Linked DNA regions of Mus musculus: all the other regions are linked to region 1. The links are chromatin contacts, called in public HiChIP or PLAC-seq maps. All regions are on one chromosome and are shown on one strand. Each heading gives the region's core, a stretch centred on a gene start, on an enhancer-like site or on the middle of the called end of the contact. The rest is flanking DNA. Distances are from core to core; before and after follow the strand shown.

The links. HiChIP or PLAC-seq counts read pairs in DNA pulled down with a chosen protein or histone mark.
Region 2: a contact with region 1 is called in an HNF4G HiChIP or PLAC-seq map of pancreatic cancer cells. The contact joins two enhancer-like sites. A contact is called at or near these places in 3 of 484 Hi-C or Micro-C datasets (CD8 T cells and cerebral cortex) and 4 of 115 datasets of contacts at active chromatin or transcription factors (CD8 T cells, the SCID.adh cell line, bone marrow-derived macrophages and 1 more).
Region 3: an HNF4G HiChIP or PLAC-seq map of pancreatic cancer cells shows a contact between it and region 1. The contact joins two enhancer-like sites. A contact is called at or near these places in 1 of 15 datasets of contacts at CTCF or cohesin (the NIH/3T3 cell line), 1 of 484 Hi-C or Micro-C datasets (embryonic fibroblasts) and 2 of 115 datasets of contacts at active chromatin or transcription factors (the SCID.adh cell line and pancreatic cancer cells).

The regions. Positions count from the first base shown.
Region 1 is chr13:36,800,169-36,804,990 of GRCm38.p6, reverse strand. No RefSeq gene overlaps it. Among named protein-coding and RNA genes, the nearest start is that of Gm30489, 21 kb to the left of the region's middle. Within about 2 kb of position 1,875, at least 3 of the 459 cell types and tissues checked have an H3K27ac peak or open chromatin away from gene starts, as enhancers often do. A contact at or near this core is called in pancreatic cancer cells, where this site is marked.
Region 2 is chr13:37,130,068-37,134,889 of GRCm38.p6, reverse strand. No RefSeq gene overlaps it. Among named protein-coding and RNA genes, the nearest start is that of Gm30549, 62 kb to the right of the region's middle. Within about 2 kb of position 2,834, at least 17 of the 459 cell types and tissues checked have an H3K27ac peak or open chromatin away from gene starts, as enhancers often do. A contact at or near this core is called in pancreatic cancer cells, where this site is marked.
Region 3 is chr13:37,106,998-37,111,819 of GRCm38.p6, reverse strand. No RefSeq gene overlaps it. Among named protein-coding and RNA genes, the nearest start is that of Gm30549, 38 kb to the right of the region's middle. Within about 2 kb of position 2,244, at least 13 of the 459 cell types and tissues checked have an H3K27ac peak or open chromatin away from gene starts, as enhancers often do. A contact at or near this core is called in pancreatic cancer cells, where this site is marked.

The DNA.
Region 1 (4,822 bases), core at 626-3,125:
GAGACAATTGTTCTAAACAAAGTTTTCAAGAGAGACATAAAATGTCTTTTAGGACACTTTTAACTAAAGCAATGCTTCAAATACCAGATTAGCAGGATAAGCAGATAAGCATGGTTCAATAAGGAAGCAAACAGCATGAGAAGCCATGACACATTGTGGCAGGAGGTGTTGAGATAAATATTTTCTTCAATGTGTTAAAATATAGTTAGTAATTCTATATGCTTCTGGGATTCTTAAGCAGATACATTTATCTACAGTATAATGAGATTTGCATCTACAAAAGAAAAATTGTTATTTCAGGCTTAGAGAGGTGGCTCAGTGGTTAAGAGCACTCACTAACTGCTCTTCCAAAGGGCTTGAGTTCAATTCCCAGCAACCACATGGTGCCTCACATCCATCTGTAATGATATCTGAGGCCCTTTTTCTGTTGTGTCTAAAGACAGCAACAGTGTACTCATAGACATACAGTAAATAAATAATTAAAATGATTAAAATTTCTGTCACTTAGTGATGTCATGGATGCCATTTTACAGAAGATAATACTATAAAACTATATATTGTATCATGTGGGTAGCAGTACTTAGATGCCCTCTGTGATAGTTTGCATATGCTCTGCCCAGGGAGTGGCACTATTAGAAGGCATGGCCCTGTTTGAGTAGGTGTGGCCTTATTGGAGTGGATGTGTCACTGTGGGTGTGGGCTTTAAGACTCTCATCCTTGCTGCCTGGAAGCCAGTGTTCTAGAAGCAGTCTTCAGATGAAGATGTGGAAATCTCAGCTCCTTCTGTACCATACCTGCCTGGATGCTATCATGCTCCAGCCTTGATGATAATAGACTGAATCTCTGGACCTGTAAGCCAGCCCCAATTAATGTCATTTTAAGAGTTGCCTTGGTCATGGTGTCAATCCACAGCAGTAAAACCCTAGCTAAGACACTCTCTTTATCATCTCTCTTTTTGTGAAAAGGAGAAGTGAACACAAACCCCTCCCCTAACCAAAAAGTTATTTCCAATTGATACCTGCTAAAAGAGTGGAATTCAGTGCTCTCCAATAGAAGGTCATTGAGCATGCTGACCACACTCCAGGGTAGACAACATGCCCAGGAGCAGTTGGCCAAAACACAAAATAATTCCATCGTTTTGTGTGTTCTTTCTTTTGCTTTGTTTTGGTAATATATTTTGTCTTATTGGGAGAGGGTTGTTTGTTTTGATTTTCATATTTTCATTTCGTCATTTTGGTTGCTTTTTCTTTAGACAGAGCTACAGACTGAGAGAGTGAAGGAAGAAAAAAGAAAGAGAAAGTTGGGTGAATAGGGAGGTATGAGGGTCTGGGAGGGTTTGGGGGATGGAAAAATGCAATCAAAATAGATTGCATAAAGATTTTATAAGTAAGTGGGGTGTGGTGGTACATGCCTGTAATTCCAGCATTCAGGAACTGTAGGTGTGTGCACATGAGTGTGGGTGCTTATTGGAGTCAGAAGTATAGAATCCCTCAAGATCAGGTGCTACAAGCAGTTGTAAGCCACACAGTGTGGCTAAAAACTGAATGGGGCCCTCAGCAAGAGCACAACATGCTCTTAGTCATTGAATCATTCCTTAAACCCCATCTTGTTCTTTTACTACGTCAGAGGCTGTGTCAAGTGATCAGCCCGGACACGCTAGGCTTGTGTAAATGCACCCCATGATGGGCACTCAATGAAAAAGTTCCCCTGTGTTCTATTTCTTAGGACACTGTCTGTCCTACCATTAAGCAATGCAGGCTGCACATAGTTTTCCTCTGTGCCATTTGTGCTCTGACCTGCAGGTCTCTCAGACCTGGTGTACGTAAATCTCGGGTGCTGTGATGATTAAGCTTGCTTGTTAGTTCTGGGTGTGTCTATAACTGTTTACACAAAGCTATGAGTGAACGTGGAAGACCTTCCCTGAACGAGGAGTGCACTGGGCCCTAGGCTGGAGTCCGGGACTGAATAAAAGGGGGAAAGCAAGCTGAGCTTCTGCATCCATCTCGGGATCCGTTATAGCAGCAGATACCGCATGACCAGTTCCTCGCTATCCTGCTGCCATGACTCCCCCGCCATGGTTGACTGTTCTTTCAAACTGCGAGCCACAACTCTTTCTTCTTCCTTAGGTTGCTTTTGACAGGTATTTTTGCAGGAATGAGAAAACTAACATGAGTGCCATTAAAATAGAATCTCTAAGCATTATACATACTACATAAGATATGGTATATAATGTACATAAAATTTATAGTAAAACATATATTTTTACATATTAAAAAGTAATATATACATATATATTACATAAAAATACTTCTTTACAAGAACACTTTTATACACAACATTGTTTTGCTTCATCAGGAAAAATATACCTGGAAGTCTAATTTCTAGAAAAGAAATGTAAAAATATGAATTTCACTTTCATTCTTGGAAGTGTAGCTCTAGATCATCTTTCAAGGAAATTTTGCCTGAAGACCAGCTTCCACAACAAAGGTTGATAGCATCACTTCTCCGTAATCTCACCCTATGACTGAGAGTTAAAACAACACACAGTTCAAGCAGCATTGGGACACAAATTTTGATGGCCGTAATATGTCATTTATGCTTTTAAAAAAATCTATGTTTTCCCAAGTAAAAACCAATGTATTCAGAATTCACTGAAATACTCACAATGGTGGGACCATGCATAATTTAACAACCCAGGAACCCCTGCTGTTAATGTTTGGGTTTCTGTCTTCTCAGATTTATGTTTTACATCTTACATATATTTAAATTCAAATGGCATCACACACACTATTATAAAAAAATGCAAACATATAAAATTAAAAATGAGTAAATGCCAAGCATAAGTATGGAAGAGATTAAAAATTATAATAAAGCATAATGTATAGCATCCTATTTTTGAACTAAACTCACAACAAAAAGGCCACTCTGTGCAAAAATAAAAGCACCGAAATTGCTCGTGAAAAAAATTAAGATGGCATAAAATAACAACTGTAGAAAAATATGAGAGACAGAAGTTTCACTCCAAAAGGTTCTGGCTTTCGAATGTTTTTCCAGCAAACTCCTCAGACTTTTAAGGAACAGAATCCTCAAGCTAAACAAACAGTTTCAGAGTCTAAAACAGGGAAGGACGGTTAAACCAAGTGGCTTACACAAGAGAATTGAGACGCTGTCAGGGACGGGACTAGAACACGTGACATGAAGAAGGACAACAGGAACGGTGAGCAGGGAGGAGGAAGGGGGAAGGGCAAGAACCAAAATCAAGTCTGAAAATGCCAGAAAAAAAAAAAGAAAAACAGTTACTTTGTATCTAAATAAAATAAAGAGTTGAAAAAGAATGAAATTTGAACATGGACTGCTTTATTGTCCTTGTATATATGTGCTGTTGCTATTATTGTATGTAAAGTAGCTCAGTTAGGGAGCACTGCTAGTGTAGACACACCTTGGGTTCCACTCCAGCAAAACACAAAAGCCCCTGGTATGTTTTCAAAAGCCTACTTTCTGTTTCATTGGGAGTTTCTAACTCTTCCTGTGACATGACTCTTGAAGACTGAGGATAACTCAGATATAAACTTGTTTTTTGAATGGGTTTGTAGCTCAGTGAGTGGAGAGGCACTTAGTGCTCTGTACACATCGCACACACCCCACACACACCACCAACAACAACAACTACAACAACAACCACATATATACAAACACCCACATACTCACACACACACACAACTACACATACACACACTCATCACGCATATTACCACATATACCACACATACATACACAGTACACATATACACACACTAACATACACACACACTAACACACAACACACACACAAATGCATTCCACCCAATTCCACCTTTCAAAGGTCACTCTAATCCAGCGTCACACAACACATTGAAGGAGATCGTGGGTTACTTTATTGAAAAGTAATTGTTCTGGATTGATATGCATAACAAAAACGTTTTTGGGATTTCTCAATACTTATAGAATTCTTGTCATCCTTTTTACTCCCTTATCTTCAAGTTCTAGATATCCAGTGGAAATAGTCAGTTGAATCTATTCAGGGATGATTAATCAAGATTATGAAGGCTGTTTTCATTACTTCTCATTTTAAAATCAAGTTGCTTCATAAGACTTCTTCCACATTATGGAATGAGTTGCCTCAGCTGTTTGGAAATGGCCCATAGAGCAGACACCTCCTCAGATCCCACAGTCCTAACTCATGTCATTCACCCTAGGTAGGCAGATACAGCACTGATGCTTCATAGGCTAATAACCTTAAAATGTCCATCACCAGAAATAACTCCAGACTAAAACTGCATAAAATTAGCCTTCTCTGAAAAATGCATCACTCAAGTATTAAAAGGGAAAATGTTATAAAGAATAAAATAACTTATCCCTCAAAAACCCTAAAAGATTATATTGCTTTTACTTCAACGCTCTTCATAAAATTAACATTCCTATCTTAAAATTTAAAAAATGAATTTTGATACATATAATAAATACCAAGTCTATTAATGTATCGATGTTATAATAATATATGCTCTTTGAAATCTAGAACTGAAAGGCATTCAGCAGGGCAAATTTTTATTGTCTTTTTTTTTTTTACACATAATACTGCTATTACCAATTCTGCTAAGAATGGTTTGAAACACTAAAAATAAAAATTTAAAATAAAGATGTGTGCTGAAGAGACAAGAGCTGTTATCTCTTTTGTTTTTCCAATCTATCTATAAATTTTTGGTTCATTGTGTGCTAGCACATGTAGACCTACTCAGCACAGCCCCAGTGCATGGAGTAGTTTTGAGAGAACATTGCCAGTTTC
Region 2 (4,822 bases), core at 1,585-4,084, 330 kb before region 1:
TTCCAGATAATCACAGAAAAAGAATGCATTTGCCAATCAGTATTCACATCCCAAGAGCAAGACACTATGGTGGCGTCATTCTAAATCCAGCAGAAGTATAATATCAACTGTAATTGGGTCTATCCCACGGTTCAGTTTGTGAACTCCTATCAGCAACCATGATCTGTCTTATTTTTACAAAAGCCATATGGTTGAATTAAATGGAGATATAATAAGATCCACCACCTCTGCATGTTTTAAGTCCTTGAGGGTGGCTCTAATTTCAGATATTCTCTTTTGGATGCAGTATCACTTCTGATCTATCTTTGTTAAGGGTGGGATAGCTTCAAGGACTTGCCCTTGGTCTTGTGTGCCATGTTATGGTTTTTATTCCCTCAGGAGACCAATATGAAGTTGTCTTCCAGATATTATATGCATCTGTCCCAGTTATGCACATCAAAATCAAGGAAGTGAGCATATAGTGGAACCACAGAGTTCAGTAAGAGATGTTTTAAGCTGGACTCTATTTATCAATAGGTAACACCTGTAAATGTCAGTTTTACAAAGACTGTGATGGCGTTTGGGGTTTTATGGCCTCCATGTCAGTTCAGAGCCATATGCAGTAACTGTTAAAAATAATCAGGAAATTCCTTCTCCTTAGATTATATTTACTCTGATGAACAGTCACGAGCCTCTAGGGGAAGAACTATGATGATAGCTACTGATTTTCTCATTGTTGCATTGAGGGGAACAACCTGAAATCAAGAGTCCTGGTTCAGTATTGACAATAGACATTCCCAGGCAAATGTTCTGGCTCCTGCTATTAAATATTTTCTGGAATGGTATGGATAATGCCTTGGTATGGATAATGCCTTTCTTCCTAGAGAAGGGCTTTGCTTCCCTCTTATGCTGTGAAGACAGTTAATCTTAGCTATTGGTCTGCAGACAATGAGAAGAGGCAGGAGCAGATCTTGATACTATCTCCAAAGGCGTAGACCTCAGATGGACCATTTGTATGGCCCCTTTATCATCAGAGGCTGCTCACCCCAGCAAGAGGAAAGCAGTCACTTGTGCATATTCAAGGAAAGTTGGGAGGAAAGAGTCTCGAAGTATATCTGCCCAATATTCCCATATTAGGACTTACCTCTTCTATTCCATGGCCCCAAATTTATTGTAGGTACCTTGTAAATCTATCATGGGGAATAAAATATTATGTCCCATTATTCAATACACTTTGTAGGCTTCACAGCAGATCTCAGGTTTGATAGCTAACATTTTATTTTTCAATGCTTCTCTGATCATTAATAATAGCCACGTGATTCTACCACTACTACCATCCATAATCATTGCCTGAAAGTTCCTTGTGCTGGAGCTATGTTAGAAGTGAATGTAGCCCTTTTTACCTAGACCTCTCCCACAGCTCACCTGAGGTCAGCATTCTAGTTAGAAATGTATTCATGTAGATATAGAAATGGTATCTTGCTGGGGTCTGATTAGTCAGTTCTAGAATTTCATCCTAAAGATCTTTTTCTTTGGTCTATGCTATCACCTGATTTTTAGATAACTATAACAATTAGCTTTTGCTGTGTTACCAACCATATCAGAACTTACTGGATTTTAACATCAACCTGTACTGAACTTTACTTGGGTGTTCCTTCTCACTACCCATGTTGGCTAGGACTTGTTCAGCAATCAGTCATTTGGATGTTAGTTCTGCTGATCTCAGCTAAGCTTTCCACCTCAATAGACTGAAATGACTTACTCCAGCCCACATGTTTGTTCATTATTTTGCTTACAGCATAGCCCTCATAGCAGAGGCTAAGACCCATGAGAGTGGGCAGAAGTATGGAGTTATCATTTAGGTCTTGGCTCAGAACTTGTAATACCTTTTTAAATTGCATTTCCAAAAGTAAAGCAACTCACAAGGTCATACTAAAATCAGTGAGTTGGAGAAATAGTCTCCCTTTTTGACCTGAGAAGTTACAAAGTCAAGTTGGCAAAGGCAATGAAGTAAGAGGATAATTGCATCCATTTTTGCCACCAACTAACGTGTTGTCCTCTACTACCTGCCAACATATCCAGACAAGGCACTGATTGCAAGAACTTATTTGAAAGATGGTTCTAAGGGGTTGAGCAAATTGCCAAAGAAGTGTGAGAGAGAAAGAGATGGAACATGCATCAAGGGTGTGTTCATGGAATGGTTTCCAAGGGGATTGCATGGGACATCTTGGAGTCTCTGAAGAACCTTCAGAGTTGCCTCAGCAGAAGGGAAGGAAAAACCAAGTCTGTGAGGCACTGTCTCCTGTCTCTCCTTGCTTGAGGACTGATCTCAGGTGGTGAAGAAGAAGGGAGGGTTTAACATATGGAGAAAGATTGTATACACATGTATATAAAGGGGGGGGGTTCTCAGTAGAGATGGAAAATGTGACCAACCTATGAAACAGAATTTCCCTCTGACCCTTAGATGGACAGGTTCATTTCTGTGAGTTCTAGAAGAAACCCCTTGGTATAAGCAAATAGAGTGAACAATTTCAAACAGCAATGACATTGCCTTGTAAATGAAATTGCCACAGGATTTGACCAGGAGATAATCAGTGGGCATCTTGGCAAGGGTTGTTTTATTTTTAGTAGTGAGAACCAAAGTTTATTTGAAATAGGGGGAAGAAATAACAGGAGAAGAGATGGAGTAAAAAGCATAAAAATATTCATATGGAGGATGCAATAAGAGTGGACTAGAATCTAGAAGTGAGGTGAAGAACAAGTGAGGGCTTATCATATTGAGATTGTATGCCAGTGTATACAAATGAGGATTGCTCAAGAGAGTTGGAAAATGTGACCAACATATGAATCAGAATGGGAGACCTTTGAGACTGTTGTCACTGTGGAGATGGACAGAGGTAGCAAGTCCTTCATGGTATTCAATATCCTCTCCTTCAGGAGGCATTCCCTGATATGTATGCAGTGCAAGATGGAGAGCCTCTGGGAAGCACTGGCCACTGTTGTTGTTAGCACTAAGCCCTGTTTGTGCTTCCTTTTCATTTTTAAACCTTGCCTTACTGTAAGACACACCCAACTCAAGCAGGGATCATGTCTGCCTTAATCAATGCCTAGTCACCATCTCACTGCAGATAACTAAACAAATATTTATTGAGTGAACGAGTCTATTGATTGACAGAATAAAAGAGCTTGCTAGTCATTGCTTCATGTGATAGGGAAGTTCCACTCTGACAGGTTCAATCCTATGGGCCATAGCCATCACATACATCATTATAGAGCAGTGGTTTTCAGCTTTCCTAATGCTGGAACCCTTAATACAGTTCCTCAAGTGGTGGTGACTCCCAACCATTAAATTATTCTTGCTGCTACTTCACAACTGTAGTTCTGCTACTGTTATGAATCATAATGTAAATATCTGTTATGAAGATGATCATAGGCAACCCCCTGTGAATGGGTCACAACCCACAGGTTAAGAATCACTGGGATAGGGGTTGCCAGGCACCAGCTCTGGGATTTTAAGTGTGTACTGCATGCTTAGCTTTTAACATGGGTCCTGGGAATCAAACTCAGGAATGTAAGTTTATGTACCCAACACTCGAGTGACTGACCTGTCTTCCCAGCCATACCAGCCACCCCTAATAGAGAAACTTAACTTTTCAAGTGCATTATCTTGGCCAAAGACAGTTTCACTGGTGTGGTGGCAACAAAAAGTCTCTTTGAAGTGGAAAAGGGGGCATGATCAGAAGGACTTTGCAGGCCCATCCATTAGTTCCCCACTAACCTCCTCTTTAGATCTAATTCTACATGATTCTCCCCCTCTGCCCCCTGCCCCGCTCCTAATTTCCCCAACATCATCAGCAAACATTTGAAATTCTGGCAGAAGTGAAAGAAACTACAATAGTTGTACCGATAGATTGATTAGCTTCCCTTAGATTTCCTGGTGGACAGGTTTGTTAGCTTTCGTTGGTAGCCGTTCAAACACCTGCCACTCAAGGGTTCCGGTACAAGAGGGAGAAGCAGCCTTTCCTCCAGCTAGCTTGCCTGTGAACTCTCTGTGGGTGTGTGACTTTACAGAAATAGAACGGCTCTGGCGGTTACTTAGGATTGCAACACAGCGAAACGTGAAATTGCTTTGCAGCTGTTCTTTGCAAAACGGACCCATTCAATACGGTCTTATTTTTTTCCATTTAAGATTCCTAATGACAAGGCCAAGTCAGTTGGCTTCAGTGAACTGAGCTGCATCAGGGACCAATATTTACTGGCCTTCAAGCAGGTGCCTATTTCCCTGTTGAGACCCTGGTCAGGTCCAGGAGCTAAACTGAATAGGATTTTGGAATGATTTGGCATTTAGCTATGGATATTTTGATTTTCAAGTCCAATATTTTCCAACTTAATGCAGTTTTGCATAGATTTACTGGTGGCTTAGGAATTTAGTTTCTTACTCTGGGATGGGGTCAGTATTTGCTCTACTGATAGCTTGATAGCATATCTCAGCACCATGTAGTGTTTTAGTTTGAATAGGGCTTATTACTTTCATCTAAACAGCAGTATGGGAATTGGTTTGTCCAGCTAATGCAATAGCCCAAAGGCTAGCAATCCCATTTGGAAAGCTTAATGTAATATTTATTAGATTCTGGAGATTAATGTAGTTAATTCTTGATTGTCTGGATGTGGTTTATAAATATTATCAAACTCTCTCTTTTCAGATTCTGGGCAGTAAATTACACCAGAAAAGCAAATTTCATAGTAAATGAGCTATTTGATATGCACAAATCTCCTTGTTCAATATGCACATTTTAGAATTTTATTTTGGTTCACTACTGGAATATTATCTGATCAAAATAAA
Region 3 (4,822 bases), core at 995-3,494, 310 kb before region 1:
TGCCTGTCTTCTCCAGGGTGGTCTACACATGCACTTTGAAGGTCCGTTGTTAAAGAAGATTGGAGAGATGACTGGAGAGATGTTCCCGTTAGTGTTACACGTTTCATCTGTAGGGAAGCTAGCCACGCACGACACTTTTGAAGCCTTATGTGAAGGATGGTAGATCTGTTGCTGTGACTCGGCTTCCCCAGATCTTGGTTATAGATTTCATCCATCGTCACTCTTGGCTCATGGCCGCTGTAAACACACTGTATACATATGTATGTATAAGCTGTGCCTCTTCAGGACAGGCTGCTGGAAATCCACTTGTGCAGATGGTTCCCAGGAAATGTCCATGTTCTATGGAAGGGCTCAGCTAATATGCAGTGGTATCAGTGGGGAGATCTTGGAAGTAAATGTCACCTTCATGCTACTCAGTCTCCTCAACCCCTTTCCTAATGAGAAGCAGGTGGTGACTGAATGCAAAGGAGGTTTGTTCCATGCCAACCTTGGATGTGTTTCATGTTTGGGAAATGCAGGCTGGGCAGTGGGGACTTAAGTGGCACCACAACCACCGTGTTCCCATGCTCCGGTAACTACGAGGACTAATTGCTGTGTTAACAAGAAGCGGGATTTATTCAGACTTGCTGGATAGAAGGGTACGTTCAATTTTCTACAAGTACAACTCAGTTCTGCTTCTGCCATTGCTTCTGCATTCCAAAGAGGCACTGATCAAAGGAAGTCTCCAGAAAACAGCAAGTCCCTACTGTACAGTCTGGGGTACCCCTGCTGCCGAGGAGAGCCCTGTAGGCTGGTGGCAGCTAGTGATGTCCTTGACTGTTCACTGTTACTCTCCTGCGTGCCTACCTATAGAGTTTTGAAATTGTTTCACATTCAAAGTAGATGTGCCAAATGAATCCAGAGAGGCTGCAGGAAAAAATCCAGGACCATTAGTGCCAGATGACCACAGGAAATGAGATCTTGAAAGGTGGTTTGAAAGTAATAGAGAAGAGAACAGCTAACATGCTGTTTCACAATGGATCACTTCTCCCCTTCATAGACTTTTATTATTTCACCAGTTCCCAAATGGTCACCTAACTCCCCCTCTAAGTCCTTCCAGTTTGTTTACTAGCCCAGCCAGGTCGATGATTACGAAGCCTGAGTCAGACGAAGTTATTCTCCTGCACATTTCCTTACAACAGTCTTATCTAACTCAGCAGACTCCCCAAAGCCATTCCCAAGGTCTGCAAGACTGTGTGCTCTGGTTTTATCACTTCCAGACCCTTTTTCCTCTCCATTTACTCTGCTATGACTACCTTTTCTTCCTTGTGGTACAAGCCATCAGAAAGTCTACCTTGGGAGTCTTTGTACTTGGAGGATCCTGTGCCTGAGGTACTTTCTCCCAGATTCCCAGACAACTGGCTTCTTCATTCAACCTCCCCTCAAAGTTCTCTTTCTCTGAGTCGGCCTTGTGCAGCAGCCTATAGAGAACAGAGTAGTGATCTGGCCTGACCTAGGTCTCAACAGCATCACTCTGGTTGGGCTAGTGGACAGACTGGCAAGGCTAAGATCAAGAAGAGCCCAGTGGGGATTCTTGAAGAATGCAAGTCAAAGCTTGGGTAGAGTCGGAGCAATGGCTTCCACCAACCCCAGTACCCCAGTGCTCATAACCTCTGACACGAGGAGAGAAATGCCACCCAGTGACTTCAGAGTCCCCAGACAATGGCCAGTTGAACATGCCACTCTCCATTTTCCCTATGTATGTACTAGACTTGGACCAGCCAAAAACACAGTATCAGAGAAGAAATGTGAGGGCTGGGCTAGGTATTCAAAACTCTAGCTTTTGGCTTAGATGAATCATAAGCTCTTTGATCCAGGGATTTATTCCCTAGAGGTCCACAATTCTTCATATACCAACAGCTAGCTTTTGACAACACACAAGGGTAATTTCTGAGTTAACAATTTTTTTCAAGCTTCATAGGTCAGCATTTGGTCTTTGCTTATCAAAAGAAAACATGTAAACCAATTACCTACATTACTATAGTCCAAATTTATTACCCCATACATCAAAAATACTTGACAATAAGTAGTCAAGAAAGAAATAATAATGGAGACAGGGGAAAGAATTCTTTACAAGAGTTGTAACTTGATTATCTAGCCCTGTCTTCAGTTCCCAGATTTCCTGTTACAGTGAGTCAGCTATGAACCCAGTGGGACAAGGCACTTCAGTGTTTAAAGAAAGTGGATGGGATACTTGAGGTTTGCTGTTGTCATTAAAAACGTGGCATGTGCTGAGCTGAGCTAGAAAGATAGCTGGTTGGATAAAAGTACTTATGCACAAGGCTGACGAACTCACTTCCATCTCTAGAGCCCATGATGAAAGGACTGAGTAACCCTGGAAATTATTTCTCTTACCTTCCACACACCTCTCATTAACAGCAACAACACAACAATAACAGCAGCAGCAGCAACAACGACAGCATTAACAACAACAATACAACTAAAATAAGAATTTTAAGACAAATAAACATTGGCATGTGTTTTTGTGTATTGTATTAACAGTATGCCATGATTTGAAAATGAGTGCAACGTTTATAGTGTGTCCTAAATGTATCATGTACCACAGAGCTTTAATGCTGTGAGCGTAGTTTACCAAAATGACCACATACCATGACGAAGAGGCCACAGGCTAGACTGTATGTACAACTGGGCCGAGTCTCGCTATTTCCAGAACTTGCTGTTACAGAAAGCACTTATGTCAGATGAGGCTGTTGTACTTCCCTGAGTCATTTCCCATGAGCACTTAATTTATTGCTATTTCTCAGATTACTCACTATTTTTTAATGTGGCTTTTTATTTGAGGAGGCTTGTCCGCTGAGGTACTCCAAATTATAATAACCAGCATGGTGACACAGTGTCTTTTGAACAGCTTCATAACTATGGGCACTTCATGAACTATATATATCATTTTATTTTCTTAGGGGTGACTGGAATGATTATTTTATAACCCAAGTTAGGCTGAACATCTATAAGATATGAGGTGAATTTGAACTTCTACAAGAATCCACCAAAAACCAGAGGATGCATTGGTCTCAGTCGTCCAGAAGCTGTTCAACAGTGGTGAGGTTTATCCAGGTCTCAAACATGCAAACAAAGGGAAGGTCACCTTCATTGTTGCTAGTTTCAGTTTCTTCTGGGAGCATCAGAGCCCCAAATGGCTCTATCCAACCCCTCCCTCTCCCCATCCCCCAACAGCATAGATTGCTATTTCCTTTGTCAATTACTGCCTCAGAATGTGGTACTTTTACCTCTGAGGTTCTGTACAGTTACTACATTCAGCTCGTCACTGTCATCAGCATAATATATAGAAGACATTTCCAGAAGGCCGGGTTAGTTGAGCCTGGCAGTGATAAGTCTTTCCTGAAATGGACCTTGACTAAGCTGGGATGAAGTCTTAGCAGACACTTGAGACTAATTTCTCTTCAGATTGCTTAGAGTTGGAAAGCTATTATTTGAAGTTAATAATTTAAGAATACCGTGTGTAGAAATACAATAATGCCCATTTAAATTTTCTTATCTTATAGAATGCACCAGGTGATAAAGTGATAAGAAAAGATTAAGCGAATCTGGACCCATTACCACAATATTTTTTTTGATGAACCATCCCATGTAATTGCTGTGCTTTTGATCATTTTCAATTTCCTAGAACATGTTGGACAGAGGTCATTGTGCAGTGTGAACTAAATACTGACTCGTAATATACAATGACCCTAATCTACTAATCTTTCTGCCTAGAATACCCTGAGTCAGCTTACAAATATTTTCCCCAGTCTGTTTGCAGACACTTATACAGGGGCACACAAAGAAGTCAGAGTATGGCAAGCTGACGATTCTCTTTCTTGTGTAATGTCCTTGCAGCTTCAGAGGACAGATGTGCCAACATGTAGATAAAGTTTGACGCATTGATTCGCTGTGCCAAAAGCTAAGCTCTTGAGAAACCTGATTTTCTCATTCAAAAGCATAATGTAGTCTCACTTCATATGCTTCTAAGTGACTTGAATGATCTTGTACTCGGGGTATATACAATGATTTACTTCAATATGCCTCCTTTTTTATGCACACAATAATGCAGTTAGCATCTAGGGAAATGTATATTTGCATACTTGAACAACTATTTCAATAGAATAAATTTCTGGAAGACAAATTTAGGTTTCAAGGAAATGTATATTTAAACAATAATAGGCATTACTAAAAGTCTTTGTTTCCACATTCTTGTCAGCTCTGGATATCAAAAATTTTAAATATTTATCAACTAGTGTTTGAAAAACATATTGTTTTTGCTTTGGCTAGCATGTATTTGATTAGTAAAGAGGCTGAATATATTTTCATAAATTTACAAGCTATTTTTCATCTCTTCATTTGAGAATGACCTATTTATGGTCTTGGTTTATGATTCTATAGGTTTTTTTCCTCACTAAGTCACCTGAGCTTCTTACAGAAAAAATACTATTTTGTTACATATATTGCAACTATTTTTTACAGTCAAATATTGATTATGATGAAACATTTCTAATAATGTCATCCTTACTTTATGCTCTGGACAATTTATGAAAAATTAATAAGGGCACCTTAATATCATTATCAACAAGAGGAAAAACATTTGCTTAAATGTAGAATTAATAAAGAGGTATAAATAACTTTTATTAAACATGGAAATATCCAGAAGGTTACAACCTTACACTTTTCTTAAAAAGTTTTGGAGCGTGGACATTTTTGAAGACCAGAAAGAAGTCTTACATCATTAATGAAGACAGTTTGGGAAAAGCAGAAAAATGAAACATAA